2 separate regions of the Anas platyrhynchos genome follow, and region 2 is linked to region 1. The links are chromatin contacts, called in public Hi-C maps. All regions are on one chromosome and are shown on one strand. The core of a region is the stretch at or near the end of the contact, and the rest is flanking DNA. Distances in the headings are between cores, read along the strand shown.

Region 1 (6,183 bases), core at 1,833-4,332:
AATAATTTCATGAAACATTCCAAAATGTTGATGAAAGCATAATTTTAGAAAGGGAGGGAGGGAGGAATAATGAAAAAAAAAATCAAAGGAAAAAAGTATTCTAATGGTCTTTGCTCTTTAGCCTCTTTCTTACCACTGACAACAGAGGTCTCTGTCTAGCATTTAACCTTCCCTGCACCTCCACAGAAAGTTGAGCTGGAGCACAGAAAACCTGAGTATGTGCTGTTGCTTCATGCTAGCCAAATTCACATTACCATGATACAAACTAATGCATCTGATTCACAGCAGTCATCATATCAATAAAGAGCTCCAAAGGTAGTAATCTCTCTAAAGACCTCAAGCAATATAATGAATTGTAAACCATTCTAGCTTTCCTTAATCAGAGTGAACATTTCCAGGTGTTCTTTAGCCGAATCACTTAAGCAATGTCCAGGTTTCTCTACAAACAATGTTCCATTTGCTAGTTTATAGTTCCGTGTCCTTTGCCCCCTTTAAAATGTGGGATTCAAATCTTCTAATTCTTAATCTTCAGGAATCTCTTCCTGACCCTTGTGAACTAGAAAACGTCAGTGAAAGGACTGCAGATGTCTCTCCTACAAACTTATGGATGTAAATTATCTGGACTTTAGGCCTGCTTTTAGTGCATCTAGTGTTTTTGCAGATGATACTGCTGTTATCTCTAACATGTGAGCAGACTCTCACCCTCCCTTTCCTTTCTGCAGACAGCTACAAATGAGCTGTTTAACAAAAGTGCTATTTCCTATCACTCAATATCTATTCCTCACTATCATTTTTCATTGACCCCATGATTATCCTTTGTCTGTTGTGTGTATATGTAAGATCACTTAGCATTTATCACACTAACCGCATATAAATTCCAGAACTGGACAGTTGTAGGAGATTTTTAATGTGGAATCAAAGTCACTTACTCGAACGACTTGCAGATGTGATTTCAGAGCTGCCTCCTAGTGCAGCAGCAGGCACGGTATTTTGGCCAACAGGCTGCTGCAGAACGATCACTGTTTGTTACAGTCATTTTCAGTCTCAGCTCCATAGTACAATAATAACATTACACAAAGTGAGCAAAAATGATGAAGTAAACAGAAACACCTACTTTCAAGAAAAAGCCAAAGGAACTAATACATGTTTTTGGATGACTATATGCAGAAACAGGTAGTGAGTTTGAGGAGCTGCCATTGATGACTGCTCTGTCACTTCACATTGTGGTTCCCCATATAGTTTCTGGAGCACTCTGGATGAGCTAACAGTGCCCCAGTTGCTCATTAGATGACTCCAACAATGTTCTTGGCAATAGGGCTATTTCTTTGTTTTTGGAAAGGCCTGACATTTTACTGTCCTCAACAGCTTTCTGGAATTCTACGGTCTGTGTTTCTACACAAAATACAGTATATTTTGTATTTTCTTGCATTTTCTCAGCATCTTGCCCTCTTCATAAGTCTAATAACTAGCAATGTACACACAGTGTCCAGGTGGAAATCAGTAACAAGCAGTGTTCCTCAGGGGTTGGCACTGGGACCAGTGCTGTACAGCACCTTTGTCAGTGTGGTGGACAGTGGGATCAAGAGCACCCTCAGCACGTGTGCCATTGACACCAAGCTGTGTGGTATGGTCGACACGCAGGAGGGAAGGGATGGCATCCAGAGGGACCAGGGCAGGCCTGAGAGGCGGGACTGTGCAAACCTCCTGAGGTTCAACAAGGCCAAGTGCAGGGTCCTGCACCTGGGCTGGGGCAATCACAAGCACAAATACAGTAGGCACTATAGGAACTAATTTAAAAATTAGGACCATCCAGCAAGATCATTGCAGCTTATTGTGGCATCCATCTTCGTGATAACCAGCACACACACACAAAATCCACTGTTAGAACTACAACTCATTATTCTCAGGTAGGGATAAATACCAAAAGACAACATCTTTGAATTAAATAAATGCAATAAATATGCATCTATCGTTATACTTTCAGCAATGGTTTTGTTCAGTAATAGAGTATTTCCAGTATGAAATGAACCAATTGATGCAGTCCATAGCTAAACAGCAGACGCTAAGTAAATCACATCAGTAATGGTATTCTCCTTAAATTATTGACATTCATGGGAATTCAGCCTTTTACATTTTCAGTAGGTGTTGGGTGAGATATAACCTTTTTTTTTTTTTTTTTTTTTTCTTTTCTTTTCTTTTCTTTTCTTTTCTTTTCTGTGTGATTCTTCTTAGAGATGCTCTTATGCTGGATGTGTGTAATAATAGCAGAACTGCTGCCATCTGCTAAATGGCCTGCTTTGCAGATTAAAAGAAACTTCATTTAAAAGAGATTAAAATGTAATAAAGACAGCAGATTTTAAAGGGAGTTGCCCCCCAACTTTCTTGCTACTTGATTTTCTGCATCTCGCCCCATTTTATACCCATGACATAAGCCATGCCTGTGTCTGTGGTAAAACAAAGACTGGGGTGGGCATGGCTGACCCGATGAGCGTGTTTGCAGGATGTGCACACCAGTGACACCACTGCAGGATGGACATTTCTCCCCAAAACATCATGTTTTCTGCCTCTCAGAAACCAGTATACTTATTATGACGGATCCAAACGCTGTTTCACAGCAAACGTGAGAATGTCTGACACCCCTTCTCTGGACCAACCAAATGCCCACCATTGGGGCATTTTGGGTTTGGGGTGTGTGTGTGTGCGTGTCCTTATTACTGTTATGTACATTATTTAAATGACTGTGGTAATTTAAACCAGAGGAGGGGAGGCGAGGTGCCTCCAGCTCTAGCTCGGGCCTCCCCCATGCTCAGCGCCTCAGGGCCGGGCCCGGCCACCGCCACCGGGCGAGGCCGCGGGGCGTCGCTGCGACACCGCCTACGGCGCCGCCGGGCCCGGCCGAGCCCGGCCCGCCCCGAGGGGCCAGCGGCTCCGGGGCTGCTGTGCCGGGGCACCCCCGGGTGGGCACCGCCGGGGGCTGAGGGCAAAGTGTGGGCGAGGGCAGTGCCCAGGGTGCCAGGGGCAGCTCCGGGCCCGGTGGCAGCCATGCGTCGTATGTCCCCGCTCAAAGAGTCCCGAGCAAATCCATTGCTTTCACACAACCCCTTTCAAAGTCATTTCAGCATTAATCGTTTCTCTGCGTTTTGATGTCTTACTCCAAGCATTTTGCATTTTTTTTTTTTTTACCTATTCTCAACAGAAACAGAAAAACCTGTTTTGTTTTTTAAATATAGATATGTAAGATAAGCACCCCGTAGATACTGCTCACTCAAAACATGTTTTTTCCTTTAACTTCAGCGTATCTCATGCCTGTCCTGTTCACAGTGGAAACAAGCACTTGAGCCATATGACAGCCCTTCTCAACTCTGCTGCTTGAATGTGATTCTACAGCACAACCCAAAACATCCTTGAGACAGTGAAGTGGCTCAGAAGTGCTGTTTACAGCACATAGCTGAGGCGCTGTTCCCGTTCCAGCCGAAGTCTCCACCGATGATTAAAGCAACCTCAATGTAAAATGCAGGTTGGGACTGCTTGTGGTACCACATTGCATTCCCGGCCAAACTATTCTTGGTCCAGAATTAGGAAATTCTGACATTATGGGTACTATAATAGTGCAGAGGATCATCTGAGATCGTTTCATCCCACAAAAGCTCTGCAGAAGATCAGCTCTGTATGAGTTGCACCACTGCAAAGTGTCTCACAACTCTCTCTACTGCTGCACGCATAAATAACTTTAAAAAATCAATGTTTCCTAACTGCTGTTGTATTTTTGGTTATGAATAAATTACAGTACCATACACGTGAAAGTGTGAAACTCTCCCATCTGAGAGTGAGCTGTGGAACCAGTCATGGCCAGCTGGCTACAGCTGTCAGCCTGACCTTTGGACAGAGATGTTGTGTAGCTTTCTTTTTTAAACATAAAATAATATATATATATATATAATATAAACATTTCATTATTTTCATTATTATTTTTTTTTTCTCCTGAGACTTGAAATATCTTGAAATATTCTTGGAATATCATAAGCAGGTAGAAATGAGGCTACATATTGTTTGATATTTCTAATTTCGACACTTCTGCTGGCTCATTACTTTCAGCTGTGCTGAGGACGCACTGACTGTCACATCCTACCTGAGGTTGTTCTAACCTTAGCTGAAGTCAATGGCACCTAAAGGGGAGATCTGTACACTTTGTATAATTGAGAATAGTAGTGTGTTGAATAGGTTCATATTATCTCTCCACCTTGAATTGAACTGTCAAGTGGGAACATGCTAAATCAGAGAACACTTTTAAAAATATCAAGTCCCGTGGTTCAGTTCTGATTTTTTTCATTCTTCCACCGCAGTCATGGTATAAAACTGAGGATACTGAGTGCTGATGCTTCATAGAAATCTGAAATGTCCTACATCCACACAAAGATTTCTTTTCTATTTGTGTTTTGCATCAGAATACAAAGTTATATTTGCTGTCTTTTTACTGAAGACAGGTACAGGTGACTGGAGAAAAAGTAGGACTAAGCCTTGGGAGGGAAATCAAGAGAAGGTGAGTCAAAAGAATAGCACAGAAAATAACTTTTTATTGAAAAATATTAAGACCATTTTTTTTTTTTAACTTTCCTAACCCAATAATGACCTGAGACATCAAAAGAAAGTAAAAAATATTTTGTTAAGAGATACTATTGGCAGGCTACTTCTTTCTGCAGCTGAACATTGCAAGAGCTCCCAGGCTTTACCTATGAAGACCTCTATAAAAAGCAAGCAGAAGTTGATACTTCTGAGAAGGTTGATGTAAGAAGGCTAAAAGAGGTTTTTCCAATCTTCTGTATTTGGACCATTGCTTCTTCCTCCTCTTTTTTCCAGTGGCTGAGGAGTTCCAACTGTGCACTTTGGTGGCAGTGGAGGCTGGGTATCTTCATCTCTGCTTTACAAGGACCTTACTTGGCCTGAAAAGGGCACCTGAACCATGTCAGCACCTCACCCAGTCTTTGTTGTAACTCAATTCTTTAGGTATAGATCATCTCTATATAAAGGCTTGAGCTTTCTTTTATTCATATGTTCTTTATGATGGGTATGTTGGTATCCACTGAAACTCTCCACCTGCACCCCTTGTGTGACTTTCATTTGAGATTTTGATATTCTTTGTCAGTTTTCTCTGGATTTTAGGAGAAGGACAGGAAAGGAGAAAGAAAAAGAGACAAAAGAAGGAAAAAGAGAGGACAGCTGTCAGCAGTCATACTGCAGTGTGTCATGGCTTCCCAATATGTAGTGATGGTCTTATCACCAAGGTGAGTCTCCAGGTCAATTGCAGGTAAAGAAGAGGATGTGAAGAAAGCACAAAGCTAACCCGTGAGTATGAGATGCTCATTTTTATGAAATCCTCTCAAAGAAGTTGTATTTCCCACATTTGTCTGGAGCCCTGAAGCCCTGTAATGAAAAGTATGCTGAATATTACAGCATATACTTGGGCCTATAACAAGGACCAAGTGCTGAGAGGCGGTGTTTGTTAGGCTGGGCACAGTGCCATGCTAATGCGAAGGTACGGCTTCCAGATGGGAGTTGGCTCCTGTCCTGCCAGCTCAGGGAGAAGGCAGAATGAACACATACGTGTCTGCCTGCACCCCTCTGTATAACTGCCCTAAGTCCCTACTAGTGCCCAGAAGGTAGGAAAATATGTAATCACACAGAACATACACATTCCCTATGTGACATAGTTCACTTTTGTGCAAATGGTATTGATTTCCCTGTATATCTGATTGATCTTTAAAACAATTATTTTTTTTTCCAGAGTTTACTAGACAAAGCAAATCTTCTAAAATAAACTGTCTTGCTGCTGACATGCTAATGTTCACGTGCAGTTTCTGTTCTCCTGTAGAGTCTGGGAAGCTAATCCTTAAGTTGATCTGAAGAGGTTACTTAGGAACTGAGCTACAGTGCTATGATGATATGACAGCATTTTTTTCTTTCCTGCTGGGTGCTTGGGCAATGAGGCATATGGGTTATGCTGTCTTGTGTAATGCACAACCACATATTAATTCACACAGAAACAATGTGAGCTACGATTCCAGTTCCCTACACTCCCATCTGAGAAAGACAAATGAAACTCCACAGAATTTGCCCAGTTTTGCCCTCCTGACAATACCAATTTTCATCCCATATCCTCTGGAGTATTCTTTCATAGTGCATTTA
Region 2 (6,183 bases), core at 2,592-5,091, 130 kb after region 1:
TTGAATTTGTTGATGTCTTGAATTTTGAGGTTATAGTAGAAATTCCACAGTTTCTGTGACCTGCAGAAATTTCATGTCTCTAACTTGGGCTGTAGTATGCATGAGTCTGCTTTTCTTCAACAAACTTTTCAGAACTTCTCCATTATACCCTTTGGGCTGAACAACACTGATTTAATAAATTCTTTATCTATTTGTTGGGTCACACTGCCTTTTAACTGTTACATTATTCTCTTCCTTTCTTTCTAGTTACCCTCACTTTTAGCTTCCGATGTTAATTTAAAAATACTCTTACTGATTGAACATTTTTGTTTGTTTGTTTTAATAATTTAAATTTAAAGCTCTTAGAGCTGTATTCTCAGTCTTCTGCAAGTTCCTGGGTGTTTCTGCTTTGGAAGAAATGATAATTTTCTGGTTAAGGTACTGGCAGAAGACAAAAAAATCCAGAGTCATTTTGCAGAACCATCACCAACTTCCTGAATGATATTTGACAACCTAGACTCACTTTTTTCTGTTTCTCAGAATGGATACAAAAATGGAAATTTAAACAGAAAATGGGAGTGACAGCCATTCTCAGCGATGCTGCAGGGAGAATGCATAGTGAGTAGAAGGTGAGTAGAAAGAGGGAAAAATTGCTCCAGTAAGTGAAGTATTTTGGAGAGACAAAACTGACATGAAATACACATCTGTTCTTCAGTAAAATGAATTATCTAAGGCATATTACAGATAGCCTTTATGTTGCTGGCAGTGAAGAACGGGCATTGCTACAAGCTATGCAAACCTTCCTGGGGTCCTTGTCCATGAGGGCAGGTGGCCAGCACCAAATTGTGTGAAATGACACCTGAACTGCCCTTGGTACTTGAATTGGACAGCCAGCGATAACACTTCCAAACATGTCTGTACTGCAGGCACTGCTTCTTGCTTCACTTCAATGTCTGTAAATTAAGTGTCTATCCAGAGGATACAAAATGCCTCAGACTGAAAGAACAACACTTTGGAGATGCCACACGCTCTGTCCTCTCTGGACAGTCATGTGGCACAGTCCAAAGCCTTTTTGATGTACTTACTCAACAGCCTGTGGTTGTGCCTTCACTCAAAACACAGCACCCACAAATGGAAATCTGTGCCTACAGCATATGGAGTTGTCCTAAGCCTCTGTAGTGAACTTTTCTGAAGTTTCCCACAGGAAAGCCAGATGCCATTCTAGATTTCATCACTAGGTTTTCATTCATTTTTCAAAACACCCCTTTCAAATGCAAAGGAATTTTCATTTGGTCTGAAAGTTTTCTCTTCAAAAATAAAAACAATTTGTGTAGGTAACATATTCTACTTCTGGTACACGAATTTTCTAACAGTAACATAGAAATAGAAGAATATTTGCTCAACTAGGTTTATTAGTGTACTAGCTCATGAAAACACATTACAATAAAAATATTATATGCGTACTATGCCCATACATTCCCATTTATATATAACTACATGCTCTACATCACTTCACATGCCCAAGTAGCCACAGATATGTACAGTACTGCTTTGCAGGCTCCTGGGGCAGGAGCTCCCAGGCTGTTCAGACACGGGACGATGGCAGTCCTGAACGGAGGAGGCTGTAAACACTAACACAGTCATAGGAGGGTGGCTGGGGCTGGACAGGGGGAGAACTGCACTTACTTGCTACACCGAAATAAGCTCTACTAAGTTAATTTGTGCTCCTAGCACAAGAGTGAAGTGTATTGTGTTTGTATTTAAATACGCCATAAAAGCTAAGAATATAACCGAAAGAACCGTAACTTTTGTTTCATGGCTAAACTGTCAAAGTTTGCTTGACTTAAACCAATCGTTTTTCCTGTCCCTGGAAACACGAGGCTCAAATTGTTCTCAAGACCTATACAGAGACAACAGAAAGCACAAACAGCCTGAACTGCTTAAATGCGCGTTCCCCCTAATTAAATAAGTCTGTCCTGGGACTTTGGAAGTGGATGCGATCTATCCACCCCTGTGCCTAAATCCGTTTGCAGCCAGCCCGCAGCCCTGAGAGGAGGCAGAAGGGAGGGGAGCAGGAGTTTGGTGCTGTGTGAGCAGCTACACCAGCGAGGTAGCGCGATGGAGCACAACCACCCAGACTCACCTGTGACTTCCAGGAGTGGGAGAAGCGTGTGGGGCAGGGCTCGGGGGCACTCAGCCCAAACGAGGTGTTCCCAAAGCAGGGCGCACCTTGCCTCGCAGCTCCCGGGAGGAGCGCGGGGAGGAGGTGGGGGGGGACCCGCGGCACTTACTGGTGTTGTCGAAGGGGATCTGGTGGCAGCCCGCGGCGGGCCAGGCACAGTGGTACACCGCTCCTCCCTGCACGATGTCCGGCTGCGACGTGTTGGCTTTGGGGGCTCCCACCAGCACGCCGACCCTGCGGAGCAGCACGCCGCCCGGTCAGCGGGGGGAGGCGCGGGGGGAGCTCCCCGCCGCCAGCCCCCGCACTCACCTGCCGGGCTCGGGGATGTAGAAATCCACCGCGTAGCCGAAGTAGCTGCCGGGGGGCCCGCTGTACACCGTCAGCTTCTCCTCGTCCAGGTTGAAAGCCACCGCCGGCGCTGACAGCACGAGGAGGAGGAGGAGGAATAGGACGAAGGGCAGCGGGCACGGCGGCTGCCGGCGGCGCAGCATCCTCGCCCCGCTGAGCCAGCCCGGCCGCAGCGCCCCGCAGCCCAGCGCAGCTGCGCGGTGCCGCGGGGGGCCGGCGGGGGAGGCTCGGCCCCGCTCACCCCCACCGCCACCTCCACCTCCGCCGCCGCGGCCGGCGGGCAGCGAGCCGCCCTCCGGCTCCCCCTGGCGGCCCCGCGGCCCGGCAGAGGCGGCCCCGGGGGAGGGAGGGAGGCTGTGGCGGGGAAGCCTCGGAGGCGCCTCAGCCCCGCGCCGCCTCAGGGCTCCGCTGAGGGGACGCCGCCGCTGGGAGAGGGGCTCCGGAGGTGGCTGTGCCGAGGAGGGTTTGGCGCACACAAGCCACCCGTGGGGCTGGGGGAAGGAGCTGTCAGCTGGGACATCCCCTTCGCTCTGCCCCTCAAAGTGGTCTCCGTGTGGCCAGCCCTGTTCGCAAGGGGAGGCAGAGCTGGGGCTGGTGTGGGCATTTCCCGCTTCTTGCAGCACGTTCAAGAGTTTGAACTGAAGGGTCTGACAGCTGAGCAATGCCTTTTAGGAAACAGAACACGTGGAAAAAAAAAGACCTTCATTAGGTTGTTATGGGACATGGGCATTAAAGACAAAGCAAACAAAAACATGCAAACAAACCCAAACTTCTCACCATAGGAATGATGTAAAGCTAACTGACCCCCCCAGTTCCGAACACTTTAGAGTCATTGAACCATGGAGTGGTTTGGGTTGGAAGGGAAATTAAAGATCACCCAGTTCCAACCCCCTGCCATGGGCAGGGACACCTCCCACCACACCAGGTTGCCCAAAGCCCCATCCAGCCTGGCCTTGAACACCCCCAGGGATGGGGCATCCACAGCTTCTCTGGGCAGCCTGTGCCAGGGCCTCACCACCCTCTGAGTGAAGAATTTCCTCCTTCTATCTAACCTAAATCTCCCCTCTTTTAGTTGAAAGCCACTACTCCTTGTCCTGTCACCACAATCCCTGACACAGCATCCCTCCCCAGCTTCCCTGTAGGCCCCCTTTAGGTACTGGCAGGCCACTGTAAGGTCTCCCAGAGCCTTCTCTTCTCCAGGCTGAACAACCCCAGCTCCTTCAGCCTGTCTTCATAGGAGAAGTGCTCCAGCTCCTGATCATCTGGATGGCATCCCTACCTTCTGTCGTGCCAACTGGAGCACACAGCTTGGTGTCATCCACAGACTTGCAGAGGGCGCACTCAGTCTCACTGACCATGTCATTAGTAAGGATACCAAACAGTACTGCTCCCAGTACCCACCCTCGAGGGACACTACTTGTCACTGATCTCCACCTGGACATTGAGCTGTTGACCACACCACTCTGGATGAGACCATTGTTAGCAGTTAGGAAAGTAAATTCCTCTGTGAGTTTCTGTTCATGCTTGCTTGGCTACATAAGCTTTTGTCGTGCTGAAGAGAGGTCCTTACATTCGCAGAGGACAGCATTGCTGTGGGCCTTCACCACAGCTCTGTGCAGGTGTAGTGCCTTTATTCCCATAGAAATGGCCAACCCCACTGTACTGCAAGGTTCACCAACTTTTAGAAAGTTCCTCATATAAGTTCCTCTTTAACTAAAAACAATGAAGCTGTATAACATTTTTCTTGAATTGTTTTGCCCCAATGAGCCCGACAATAGTGTTCTAGCTGTTCTTGTTAAGAGTATGCAAAAAATGCATCTGCCTGTAAATGCTCCCTTCCCCAGCAAGGCTAAATGGGACATTGCACCCACATCTTAAGGGGACAGTCTAGTATTTTCTGACCAACCCAAAGAAAGGAAAGGAAAAAAATGATTTAATCATCTCTATTAGGACAAAAAACTGTTGTTTTTCAGCATTTATAATGTAAGATGTGTCCAAAAATATCAGGGAAAGATCAGAAAAATTGAGAACATTTGTCATGAAACCCATTTATAAACATGTTCCAGTAGTGCATACCTATGAAAGCAGCTGAGGGTAGTTTGTTTTGTTCTGAGGTTCTGGTTTCTTTTCTTTTGTGTTTGTTTTAATTTAAGTGTTTTATGGCAAGATTAGTCTGATAAGACTGACATTCCTGCTCACGAAAATAGAACTGCGTGTTTATTTCCAGCATTAGCTATGTGACCCTCAGCTGTCCCCACAGGCTTGTAATATTCCTTAATTCTGTTAGCTTTACAACTCTACTGACTTTATTACTCTTATTAGAGTGAAACATAACCATTGACAGTATTTGGCCATTTTACATGGAACTACCATCACCTGGAGTTCTAAGCACCTATAAGAAATTCAGCAGTACCTCAATGACTTGTGGGGATAACGCCTGCTCTTAACAGTCACACATTTTTAAAGCAAGTGAAGGGAAATAAATGAAAGTTGTATATCGTGATAGTACTACATTCATCCCTGCCTATGTCAGGGAGATTGGAACTGGTTGATCTTTATGGTCCCATCCAACCCAAGCCATTCTATGGTTCTATGATTCCATTCTATGAATAGGAATCCAGCTATCGTAAGTGCTGCCTTATGCTAATGTCTATTTTGTTGAACTATAAAGTCTTAATAGGATCTAGAAACTGATCTGGAGCCAAGATAGAGAGCTTTTATATAAGAGCATAAGAGTCCAAAAGTCATTATAAACCTATTTACTCTACAGAATAACTGGAAGGTCAGATGTGGAACCAAGTAATTTATAAAGTATGAGATTCACAGTGTGGATTTCTGCAGCTTACATTATATGCAGTTGGTATGGTTAATGGGTCATTATGGTCTTTCCAACCTTAAAAATAAATCAGTGAAAGCTTCTACAGAAAGTTTTGCCTAAGCAAAACTTAGAATTCCATACAAGACTCTATTATTAAACCTTTAATCTTATTTTATGCCACTATTTAGTAATCTGTCTAATAGCAGAAGGAGGATAAATGTTCCAAAGAATCATATGGGATTTTAACATAAAGCTTGTCAAAACTAACGCCAATTTTACTGTTGGATCTTTCCAAAACCTGCCAGTACAGAAGCCTCGAGTGTCCAATTCCCACAGGAAAGCTTACCCATTCCCTGAGCTGTTTCCCAGTAACTTTCTGTAGCAGGAAGCCTTCTCCTAAACCGCACTTGGAGCCATTGCAGACAGTATTTTGTACTGATTATGCTGTTGCAAAGCATGAGGATGAAATGAGAATATGACCACGCCCTACACAAGGTATAAATTTCTTAACAGCTTGCTACTGCCAGCTACTGAATCTGAGCACCTGCTTGTCTTTCCTAACTGGAAAGGATGAATTTTAGCCCATACCCAAGTCTGAGAGGCTATTGTGGTCAGCAGACTTGCAGCATAATACAGCAAACCCACAACTACAGTGTCCAGAGCATGCTTGATCCTATATGCAAAGCAGTTCAGTGTGGAAATGAGTACCCATGCTAACTGGCCAGAAGCTTTCTGTAGACACTCATCTAGCTGGAAAGCAAATGCAGCATGGCATATGTTACACTAGTGGATGTTCTTGCTCCTGCTCACCAAGTGTTGTGCAGATATTGCCATTTCACTACCCTAATACATCTTC

Evidence for each region. A called contact is a pair of places that touch in the nucleus more often than the background predicts.
Region 2: a Hi-C map of subcutaneous adipose tissue shows a contact between it and region 1, with 4 times the contacts expected there. The contact joins the promoter of ITGA8 here to the enhancer-like site in region 1. A contact is called at or near these places in 4 of 8 Hi-C or Micro-C datasets (liver, skeletal muscle and subcutaneous adipose tissue).

Annotation. Positions count from the first base shown.
Region 1 is chr2:137,674,694-137,680,876 of IASCAAS_PekinDuck_T2T, forward strand. No RefSeq gene overlaps it. Among named protein-coding and RNA genes, the nearest start is that of FAM171A1, 37 kb to the left of the region's middle. Within about 2 kb of position 3,083, at least 2 of the 8 cell types and tissues checked have an H3K27ac peak or open chromatin away from gene starts, as enhancers often do.
Region 2 is chr2:137,805,343-137,811,525 of IASCAAS_PekinDuck_T2T, forward strand. ITGA8 (integrin subunit alpha 8) reads right to left here and starts at 3,842. Exons shown (of 31, transcript XM_038174267.2): 1 at 3,789-3,842; 2 at 2,471-3,174; 3 at 2,271-2,395. The coding sequence starts at 3,827.